2 separate regions of the Rattus norvegicus genome follow, and region 1 is linked to region 2. The links are chromatin contacts, called in public Hi-C maps. All regions are on one chromosome and are shown on one strand. Each heading gives the region's core, a stretch centred on a gene start, on an enhancer-like site or on the middle of the called end of the contact. The rest is flanking DNA. Distances are from core to core; before and after follow the strand shown.

Evidence for each region. A called contact is a pair of places that touch in the nucleus more often than the background predicts.
Region 1: a contact with region 2 is called in a Hi-C map of Schwann cells, with 6 times the contacts expected there. The contact joins the enhancer-like site here to the promoter of Zfp703 in region 2. A contact is called at or near these places in 11 of 12 Hi-C or Micro-C datasets (the A7r5 cell line, Schwann cells, frontal cortex and 6 more) and 1 of 1 datasets of contacts at active chromatin or transcription factors (oligodendrocytes).

Annotation. Positions count from the first base shown.
Region 1 is chr16:72,355,833-72,360,546 of GRCr8, reverse strand. No RefSeq gene overlaps it. Among named protein-coding and RNA genes, the nearest start is that of Thap1, 250 kb to the left of the region's middle. Within about 2 kb of position 2,721, at least 4 of the 93 cell types and tissues checked have an H3K27ac peak or open chromatin away from gene starts, as enhancers often do. A contact at or near this core is called in Schwann cells, where this site is marked.
Region 2 is chr16:71,780,225-71,784,891 of GRCr8, reverse strand. Zfp703 (zinc finger protein 703) reads left to right here and starts at 1,382. Exons shown (of 2, transcript NM_001109425.2): 1 at 1,382-1,656; 2 at 2,621-4,667. The coding sequence starts at 1,411. The coding sequence ends at 4,156.

The sequences.
Region 1 (4,714 bases), core at 1,472-3,971, 570 kb before region 2:
CTGTAATCCCAGTCGGCTAAGACAGAAGAGTTGCTGTGAGTTTGAAGCCAGGCGGGGCTACACAATGAAACCCCATCACAAAAAGAGAAAGAAAGAAAGGCAAACAAGGGAGGAGTGGGAAGAGAAGAGGGTAGGGAAGGAGGGAGGATTGGGAGAAGGAGAAGGGACGGGGAGAGGGAGGGGAAGGCAGTTCGGTTATTTTAGTTCTCTTAAGCTTCACAGGGCAGAACAAGACTGAGACCCAGTGCCGAGATCCAGTTCAGCCATTTCCAGGTCCCGCTCCTGAGTTCACTTTATGCGATTTTGCTCCATTTCCACATGATTTTGATGAAGGAGCTCAAAGCTTCAGCATCCTCCATCCTCTGACGGAGGCTCATGAGCCTCCCCAGGTCCCAGCTCCGCTTCCATCGAAACAGCCTTCGGTCTGATGGCTGGCTGGCCTATGCTGCCCAAGCTCTTAAACCTGTGTCTCAGCCCAGTACTGAGGCCCAAGAATCAGACGCTCCCAGGAAGTGGTTAGCATTCACTCAAGATGCACAGGGTGGGAGGTTGCGGGGTGGGGTTGGGGGACAACCTGCTATTCCAGATGTTATCGTAGGTGTTCAGCGTGCAGTGGGGAATAAAATGCAGAAGAAGGGAATGCAGTCTTCTGAGGGAGCTGATGTCCTCACGAGGGAGGGACAGACATGAAGACAGGTAAATATCCATCCTATGGGGGTGAGCATGCTACATATAAGCGGAGCAAAGAAAAGAGAGGCAGGGAGCAGGGAGGTGGCTGCTAGGGGCACAGAGCTCATCCAGAAGGTGACATCTTGTTAGCAAAGATGGAAAGGAGTTAGCCTGCATGCTCTTTGGAGCAGAAAAAAAAAAAAGCTGTGGGGAGGAGCTTGTGTGAGGACTGTGGGTGGAGCTTGCACTGTGGGTCTGAGGACCAGGAAGCTGCCTGTGTGTCTGAAGCAAGCTAAGGGGACAAGTGAATGTTCCCAGGACTCAGAAGGTTCTTTTGGTGACCCTGAGCTTGTACTGTGTGTGTATGTTTGTGACTGTGTGCATGTTGGGTGTGTATATTTGTGTGTGTGTGTGTGTGTGTGTGTGTGTGTGTGTGTATGTTAGATATGTGCATGGGTTAGGTGTGTGTGAGGTGTGTGTTTGTGCATGCTAGGTGTATATTTGTGTGCTAGGTGTGTGTCTCTGCGTGCGTCTGTGTATTAGATATGTGTGTGCTTGTATGTGTTACATGTATGTATGTGTGTGTCTGTGTGTGTTTGTGTGTTATGTGCATGTATGTGTTTGTCTGTGTATTAGGGGTGTGTATGTTTCTGTGTGTGTATGTGTATGTTAGGTGTGTGTTTGTGTTAGATGTGTGTGTTACATGTGCGTATGTGTGTGTACCTGTGTGTTAGGTGCATGTGTTTTCTGAACACTGTGCTACTTACTTTTACATACTGACTGAATCAACCTGAGGGTCACAATGCAGGAGAGAGTCTACCTTGGCAAAGAGGGCATGGCCCCCGAGAACGGCATGGTCTACGGTAGTAGGAGCTTGGCTAACATTAGCTTCCCATAAATCAGCTGAGCAGAAAGCAGACTGGACCAGCGCTGGACCACCTCCATCCCCAGGCCCCACAACCTCAGAAAATAGTGCTAGCAGCCCAGCCGAACCAGGTGTTCACACGCCTGAACCATAACACCAGGGGTAGCTTTCTCCCACCAACCACCTAACCCTTCTGCCAATTTACCTTCTCTGCAAATGGAGGGACCGAAATACAACACATTACTGTATTAGCTAGGACTAGCCCTAGTACTATGCTGTGTACTGGAAACCAGCGTTCCACAAGTGTGTCAACTCCCCCGAGTTAGACCTTGGTCTCCTAACAGAGCTTTGTAAACAGAGAGCCTTAGGTAGTTATCAAGCATTAATATTGCTTTATGACTATTAGAAAGCCAGTAAGCACCCACCATTGTTAGTGGGAGTGGCACCAAATATCTCACTGTGTAAACCCTACAGGGATTTATTTATTTATTTATTTATTTATTTATTTATTTATTTATTTAAGGCAATAAAGAACTGTGTGTGTGGGAGGTAGGGTCCACGAGGGGTGGCCCCAGCACCTGACAATACTATAGATACTACACAGGACCCTGTCACAAAGGTTCCCATGCTCTGCCTGGCTGAGGATTGCTTTTAGTGTCTTTTTTCCACCTCTTGTCCCTTCCCAGCCACCATTCTGTTTACATTTCAAGTTTAGGCCAACTTGAGGTTCCCCGGCTGGGAGGGAAACAAAAGGGCCCTTTTTAAAGTTCTCTGACAATTTTAATTTCTTCCAATAATATAAACCCTGTTCAAAAATCGGCCAAATAAATAGAACCCAAAAAAGGCAGTCACATCCAAAAGGGAGATTTATGAGCTTGGCGCTTGAAGGGGCCCCTCCTCCTCTTTGCACGTGGCCATCCCTACTCTCCAGTTGGGCCAGGAGGTCTCCAGGCCCAGCCTTGCATTTCTGAACCAGTTACAGCCCTCAGTCCCCCTTCAAGCCACTCCTCCCTTTTTCTGACCTCCTTCCTCCAGGCTGGGGTTTACAAGGTGCCACCCTGCTTGGCTTTCTAACCGAAGCCCTTCAAGGTGTCTGCCGCTTGGTTGGAGGCCACATGGAGCCCCATGAACAGACTTGTGGCATTTATTAGCAAGAGAGGGAAGGAGTTTGACTCATCAGAGAGCAGCTGGAGATCAGGCTTTTCAAAGGCATTCACTGACCTCTGGCTTAGCTGCTGGGTGCCTGCAGTTGCTACTCAGAGGATCAAGATTTCTCTCTCTTCTCTCCTCCTCCTCTTCCCTCCTCCCCCTTCCCCTCCCCCTCCTCCTCCTCCCCCCTTCCTTCTCTCCCTCTCCTCTCTCCTCCTCCTAACCCTCCCCCTCCCCTCTCCCTCCTTCCCCCTCCTCCTCCTCCTCATTCTTCCCCTCCTCTTCCTCAGTCTCTCTCCTCTCTCCTCTCTCTCTCTCTCTCTCTCTCTCTCTCTCTCTCTCTCTCTCTCTCTCCCTGACTCCTCCCCATCCCCTCTTTGCAGGAGTGTCCTGACCTTGCAAGGCCCGGATTCCCGCCCCCCCCCCCCACCCCCCAATCCATCTCCCTACATTGTATCTGTCTGGTGAACTCATGCTGGGAGATTAATTGCTGCTATCACCCCTAATCCATCACACTTCCCAAAGATTGTTTTGACATCTAGTTAATTTTTGGCTGATGATTTATCAAATTCTTATTACCGAGCTCTGAAGGGGCTCATTTATTGTGTTGATTCATGGTAATGATAAAGGGGAAGCATTTTGAATTTTAACTACATTTCCCTCATGCTTCTTCTACCCCCGTGTAAAAGAGAATTAAAGGGGAAAGGGGAGGGAGGGGGCAGAGGAGACACAGCCAGGAAAGTCTTAAACAATTCAGAATGTGAATTCAGAGGGTGAAAGAACCAGGAGGGGGGGCGTGTGGAAATCCCACACAGGCACACATGCGCACACATATGAAGTGTTTTTAGCATCTGGGTCTGAACTGCTCTTGGAGAGCTCAGAATCCTTAGGCTCTTAAACATTTATTGCTCTGTAATATTACCTAAATGTCTACTAGCGTTTTTTTCAAATAGAACTTAATGGTAAATGACTTCAGTCATACACCAGTCAGTAGAAATGTAAAGCGAGTGTCTTCGCCGTGCCAGATGGCCGCCCCACCTTTTTAAAGTGCAATTAGACTTTTGTTGGCCATGCTGGTCACTCTCCAGAACTTTTCAATTTCTCATTCACCACTCAGCTTTCCAAAGTAAGCCAGATGGTGGGAAGGAACCCAAAGCCAACGTCCACCCTGCTTTTAGGAGGTAAGAAAAGCCGCTCTCTCTCAGGGTCCAGTCTGAGAGGTGAAGACTTGAAAATGCTCGCTAGGGGCCATGGGAGAGACCTGAAGCATCCATTCTCAAGACCCAGAGTTCAGACCGAAGGCAATAAACATAGGAAGAAGTCTGTCCATCCCCCGATGCCTCCAAGAGGACAGTTCACAAAAGTGGTGCGTGTTGGGTCTCTCTGGATGAAGAACAGGCTTTTTATAAGCCATACCTGGCACCCAGAGTGGACTGGGAAAGTGCCTTTCCATCCTCTCTCCCTGCTCCTGTCCAACTTGGGGACCAAGCTCCATCTCACCGGTTGTCTTCACACCAGCCCTCCCCAATCAGCCCTCCCCGCACAGCCTTCCCTCACCAAACATCCCTCAATAGCCCTCCCTCAACAACCCTCCCTCACTAGCCTTCTTTCTTTTAAGTCTTCAAAGTTCAAGGACTCACTGTGAGGAGTGAGGTTCCTGTACAAAGTCTTTAGCATTTAAGGATGTCTTGGTGGTATGATGGTCTTTAAAGGCCTTGAGAGGAAGAAAGCATAAAGGTTCCGAACTGTACCCTTATAAACAGTCTATTTTTCTCATTTTCGATTTTCTGAAAATACATAAAAATGATCTCTTAAAAATAGTGCAGTCACAATAAAATAACCTAAGGCTGGAAATAGTTACACACACACACACACACACACACACACACACAGAGACACACACAGAGACACACACAGAGATATACACACAGATATACACAGACACACACACAGATATACACACTCACAGATACACACAGACACACACACACACACACACACACACGCACACACACAGATACACACATACCA
Region 2 (4,667 bases), core at 133-2,632:
AAGTGGTATTCAAAAGGAATGGCGACACCAGCGCGCCTCCACTGGCCACTGAGGGCATGCAAAAGTGGTCACTCCAGAGCTGGGACACAAAGCACCATTCTCAGCTTATTGAGACAAGAATCTAGAACTTTACGGTCAGGTCCATGACTATGTAAAAATTAAAAAAAAAAAATCTCTGACAAGTGTAAATACATACTTTTTCCGGAAGGCTTGGGGGAATCCGAGAGGGTACTGTTATTATCAATAAAAAAAAAAGTTTTATTTCGAAGTTTCCCTGGGGGAAAAACCAAGAGCAGTCTCTGGAGTTTGTATCACTCTGCAGTGCTGAGACACCCCCCCCTCCTCTAGGATACCGGCCTCTACTTTGATGCGACTCCTAACCACGTCGCCGCCGCCAAGCAGCAGCTCGTCACAGCAGGGTGAGGTAGCTTTACGACTTTAAACGGGACAAGAACCCTGAAACACACCTAAACACGATCAATAATTCAGGGCGCCCCCGGGGCGTCCCAGGAGCTTTGAGGCAGCGCTCCTTGCCAAGGGAGGCAACCTTCAACCACGCTTCACCTAGACCATCCCTCCTGGAAGGGAGTCTTTCAATTTGCAGTCTGACTGGACAAGCTCAAAGTAGTTGGAAGGGTCCAGGCAGCGCCCAGGGAATAGTGGATGCCCCCAAGGCTTCGGTGCTTCCAAGTGAACACATCCGGGAGAAGCCAATTAGGGGAAAGAGAACCGGCCGAAGCAGCTCGGAGAACCGGCCGAGCTCCCGAGGCGTAGTCCGCCCCCAGGCGGCCCCGGGGAGAGGCTTGGATCCTAGGACCGGAGCAGGCGCCGTGCGTTCCCACTCCGGTCTCCACCCTAGACACTAGTGGGAAGCAGCGGGCAACAGGAGAGCCAGCGCAGGAGAGGGCGCAGAGCCCGTGTCCAGAAGTCCCATCCCTTGTGTGACCCGTTGGCTAGGGCAGCTGGGCACAACCCGCAAAGGAAAGCGGATCCAGCGCGCGGCGAAGGCCGGGAGGCGGCGACGGGCTAGGGCGCTTTAAGACTCTCCCCGCCCACCGGCGGCGCCCGCCTCCGCCCTCCGCTCTCCCCGCCCCGGGGTCCGGGAGAGAGCTGCGATTGGGCGGGCGCGGCGATCCCTTTGAAGTGTGGCTGCAGATCGCGGCTATTTGACGTGCAGCTCGCGGAAGGCGAAGGTTTTTGTGTTGCTCGCCTGGGCTAGCGGCGGCGGCGGCGGCGGCGGCGGCGGCGGCGGCGGCGGCGGCGGCGGCGGTGGAGGAGGGGAGGCGGCACGGAGGCGCAGCGGCTGCTGCACGGCGTTCGACGCAGCGGAGCGAGCCCACCCGCCCCCGGAGCTCGCCTCCCGGAGCTTCCCCTCCCTCCCCGCCCCCCCAGTGGCGCTGCCTCCTCCAAATGAGCGATTCGCCCGCTGGATCTAACCCAAGGACACCCGAAAGCAGCGGCAGCGGCGGCAGCGGCGGCGGCGGGAAGAGGCCGGCGGTGCCGGCAGTGGTGTCCCTCCTGCCCCCGGCGGACCCCCTGCGCCAGGCGAACCGGCTCCCTATCAGGGTCCTGAAGATGCTGAGCGCTCACACCGGTCACCTCCTGCACCCGGAGTACCTGCAACCGCTGTCCTCCACTCCCGTCAGCCCCATTGAGGTCAGTCTCCCGGCGCTGCCCACCTAGAACTGAACCCACTCCTCCACCCATGCTGGGCCCTTGGCTCTGCTCCCTGCCCCCCCCGCCCCCAGTAGCTCAGTGGGACGAGAGGCCCGAAGCTGGCCACGCTGGCGGAGCTCCTGAGGAGGGACGGAAGGCAGGAATCAGACCCCTCCAGGTTCTCCCTAGACTCCTGGGTGGAAGGTTTTTGCCCACTCGCCCTTTGGAGCTGCATGTTTTCTATAGGGCTGGATTTGCTCTTGTGGTGCCCAGAGTCCTTTACTTTTTCTGTGGCCCCTTAGAGTCCTGTCCAAAGACTGCTTCTGGACCTCCCTCGCCTCCACCCCGATCTGTTCTCTTGGAAGCCAGAGGTGTCCCTCTGCATCTTCCGCGGCCTGGTGGGGCACAGTGCAGAAAACCAGGCACTCGCGATCCTGGGTCTTTCTTCACCCTACTTCTCAGGGTGTCCTCCCTGGGAGGGAGGGAGGGAGGGAGGGAGAGAGGGAATGAGAGAGGGAGGGGCTACTCACAGGGCCAACTGCGGCTCTGCCTTTAGAAGGCGCCTCTCCCTACTCTTACCCCGAGCGCCATCACCAGAAACCCGTCCCAAACGAAGTTCTCCCAAACTAAAGGCTTAAGTTTTTCCCTGGGCCAAAAAGATGGGAAAATTAGATTAAAAAGGGGGGAGAATCACCACCCCGATTACAGCGAAGTCATCTTTATCTGGGAGGGCCGTTGTTGAGTCGTTTCTCCTGCGCGCCAGCGCCCATGACACACTCAGGGACTAACCCACAAGGCTAGTGCCATTCTGCCCAGCTGCTCCGCCAGAGCCAGGCCCTCTTTGGGTGACCCTCTTCTCTAGGCCCCCGTCATTCCCCCGGTGCCTGACTCTGCCTCCCTGCGCACTTGGTGGGTCTCCTATTCTCACCGTCTTCTCATTCCCCCTTGCCACTGTCTCCCGCAGCTGGACGCCAAGAAGAGTCCTTTGGCTCTGCTAGCCCAGACCTGCTCGCAGATCGGCAAGCCCGACCCGCCGCCCTCGTCCAAGCTCAACTCCGTGGCGGCGGCGGCGGCCAACGGGCTGGGATCCGAGAAAGACCCGAGCCGCTCCGCCCCCGGCGCCGCCTCTGCGGCCGCGGCGCTCAAGCAGCTGGGGGACTCCCCGGCGGAGGACAAGTCCAGCTTCAAGCCCTACTCTAAGGGCTCCGGCGGCGGCGACTCCCGCAAAGACGGCGGCTCCTCGTCGGTGTCCTCCACCACCTCTTCGTCCTCCTCATCCCCGGGAGACAAGGCTGGCTTCAGGGTCCCCAGCGCCGCCTGCCCTCCCTTTCCCCCGCATGGAGCAGCGGTCTCCACCTCGTCAAACTCGTCTTCGCCGGGCGGCTCCCGCGGAGGTTCCCCACACCACTCAGACTGCAAGAGCGGCAGCGGCGGGGCCGGCGGCGGCGGGGAACTGGACAAGAAAGACCAGGAAGCCAAACCCAGTCCCGAGCCAGCCGCTGGAAGCCGAGGCAGCAGCGGGGACTCGGCTCACGGTGGCCCGGAGGCCACCGCATCAGGGCGCAAATCCGAACCGCCCTCCGCCCTGGTGGGGGCGGGCCACGTGGCCCCAGTGTCACCCTACAAACCAGGCCACTCGGTGTTTCCACTACCGCCCTCCAGCATCGGTTATCACGGCTCCATTGTGGGCGCCTACGCCGGCTACCCGTCTCAGTTCGTGCCTGGCCTGGATCCTAGCAAGTCTGGTTTAGTGGGAGGTCAGCTGTCCGGGGGCCTGGGCCTGCCACCCGGCAAGCCCCCCAGCTCCAGCCCGCTCACCGGGGCCTCCCCACCCTCCTTCCTGCAGGGATTATGCCGTGACCCCTACTGCCTAGGAGGCTACCACAGCGCCTCGCACCTCGGTGGCTCTAGCTGCTCCACTTGCAGCGCGCACGATCCGGCCGGGCCCAGCCTTAAGGCCAGTGGCTACCCTCTGGTGTACCCCGGGCACCCCTTGCAACCTGCGGCGCTCTCCTCCAGCGCCGCCCAGGCCGCGCTCCCGGGCCATCCTCTCTACACCTATGGCTTCATGCTGCAGAATGAACCGCTGCCACACAGCTGCAATTGGGTGGCGGCCAGCGGGCCCTGCGACAAGCGCTTTGCCACTTCCGAGGAGCTGCTCAGCCATCTACGGACTCACACAGCCCTGCCGGGCGCAGAGAAACTTCTGGCCGCCTACCCGGGGGCCTCGAGCTTGGGCAGTGCCGCAGCAGCCGCTGCAGCCGCGGCCTCTTGTCATCTGCATCTCCCCCCGCCCGCCGCCCCAGGCAGCCCCGGATCGCTGTCATTGAGGAGTCCACACACTTTGGGGCTAAGCCGGTACCACCCCTATGGCAAGAGCCACTTATCTACAGCTGGGGGCCTGGCAGTGCCGTCCCTTCCCACAGCCGGACCCTACTACTCGCCATATGCACTGTATGGACAGAGGCTAGCTTCCGCCTCGGCGCTTGGATACCAGTAACCACAGCTCTGGCCCCTCCCAGCCCTTCCCCACCCACCCCTTCCTCTCTCTGTCCCACTGCCTTCGACGCTGCAACCTCCATTACCGCTTACCCCTACCAGGATCCAGCCCAGCCCCCCACCCCACCGGACTGTGTATTTATTTACTATAATGTTAGCTTACAAGCTGGGAATCTAAGTGCATTAATGACCACATGAGTCTATGGTATGCAAAAAGTCTGTCTCCCCAAATAATACTATTAACCGCCCAGGTAACTCCATGATCCCCCACCCCCCTCTCCCTTTTTTTTTTTTTTTTTTCTTCTTCTTCTTCTTAGGTTTACGTTTTAAGGTTTCTGGGTTGTTTGGTTTGGACTGATTTGGTATTGAGGAATGAAGGGAGAGTTGGGGTTCTACACTTTTAGTTTCCCCATCTTGGGAAGTTTCTTGCATGAGTCTTAACTGTTAAAACTGCATTTTTTTTTCCTTCCCTTTTTCCTTCCACCCCATCTTGTTTCCTTCCACGTGAGGTT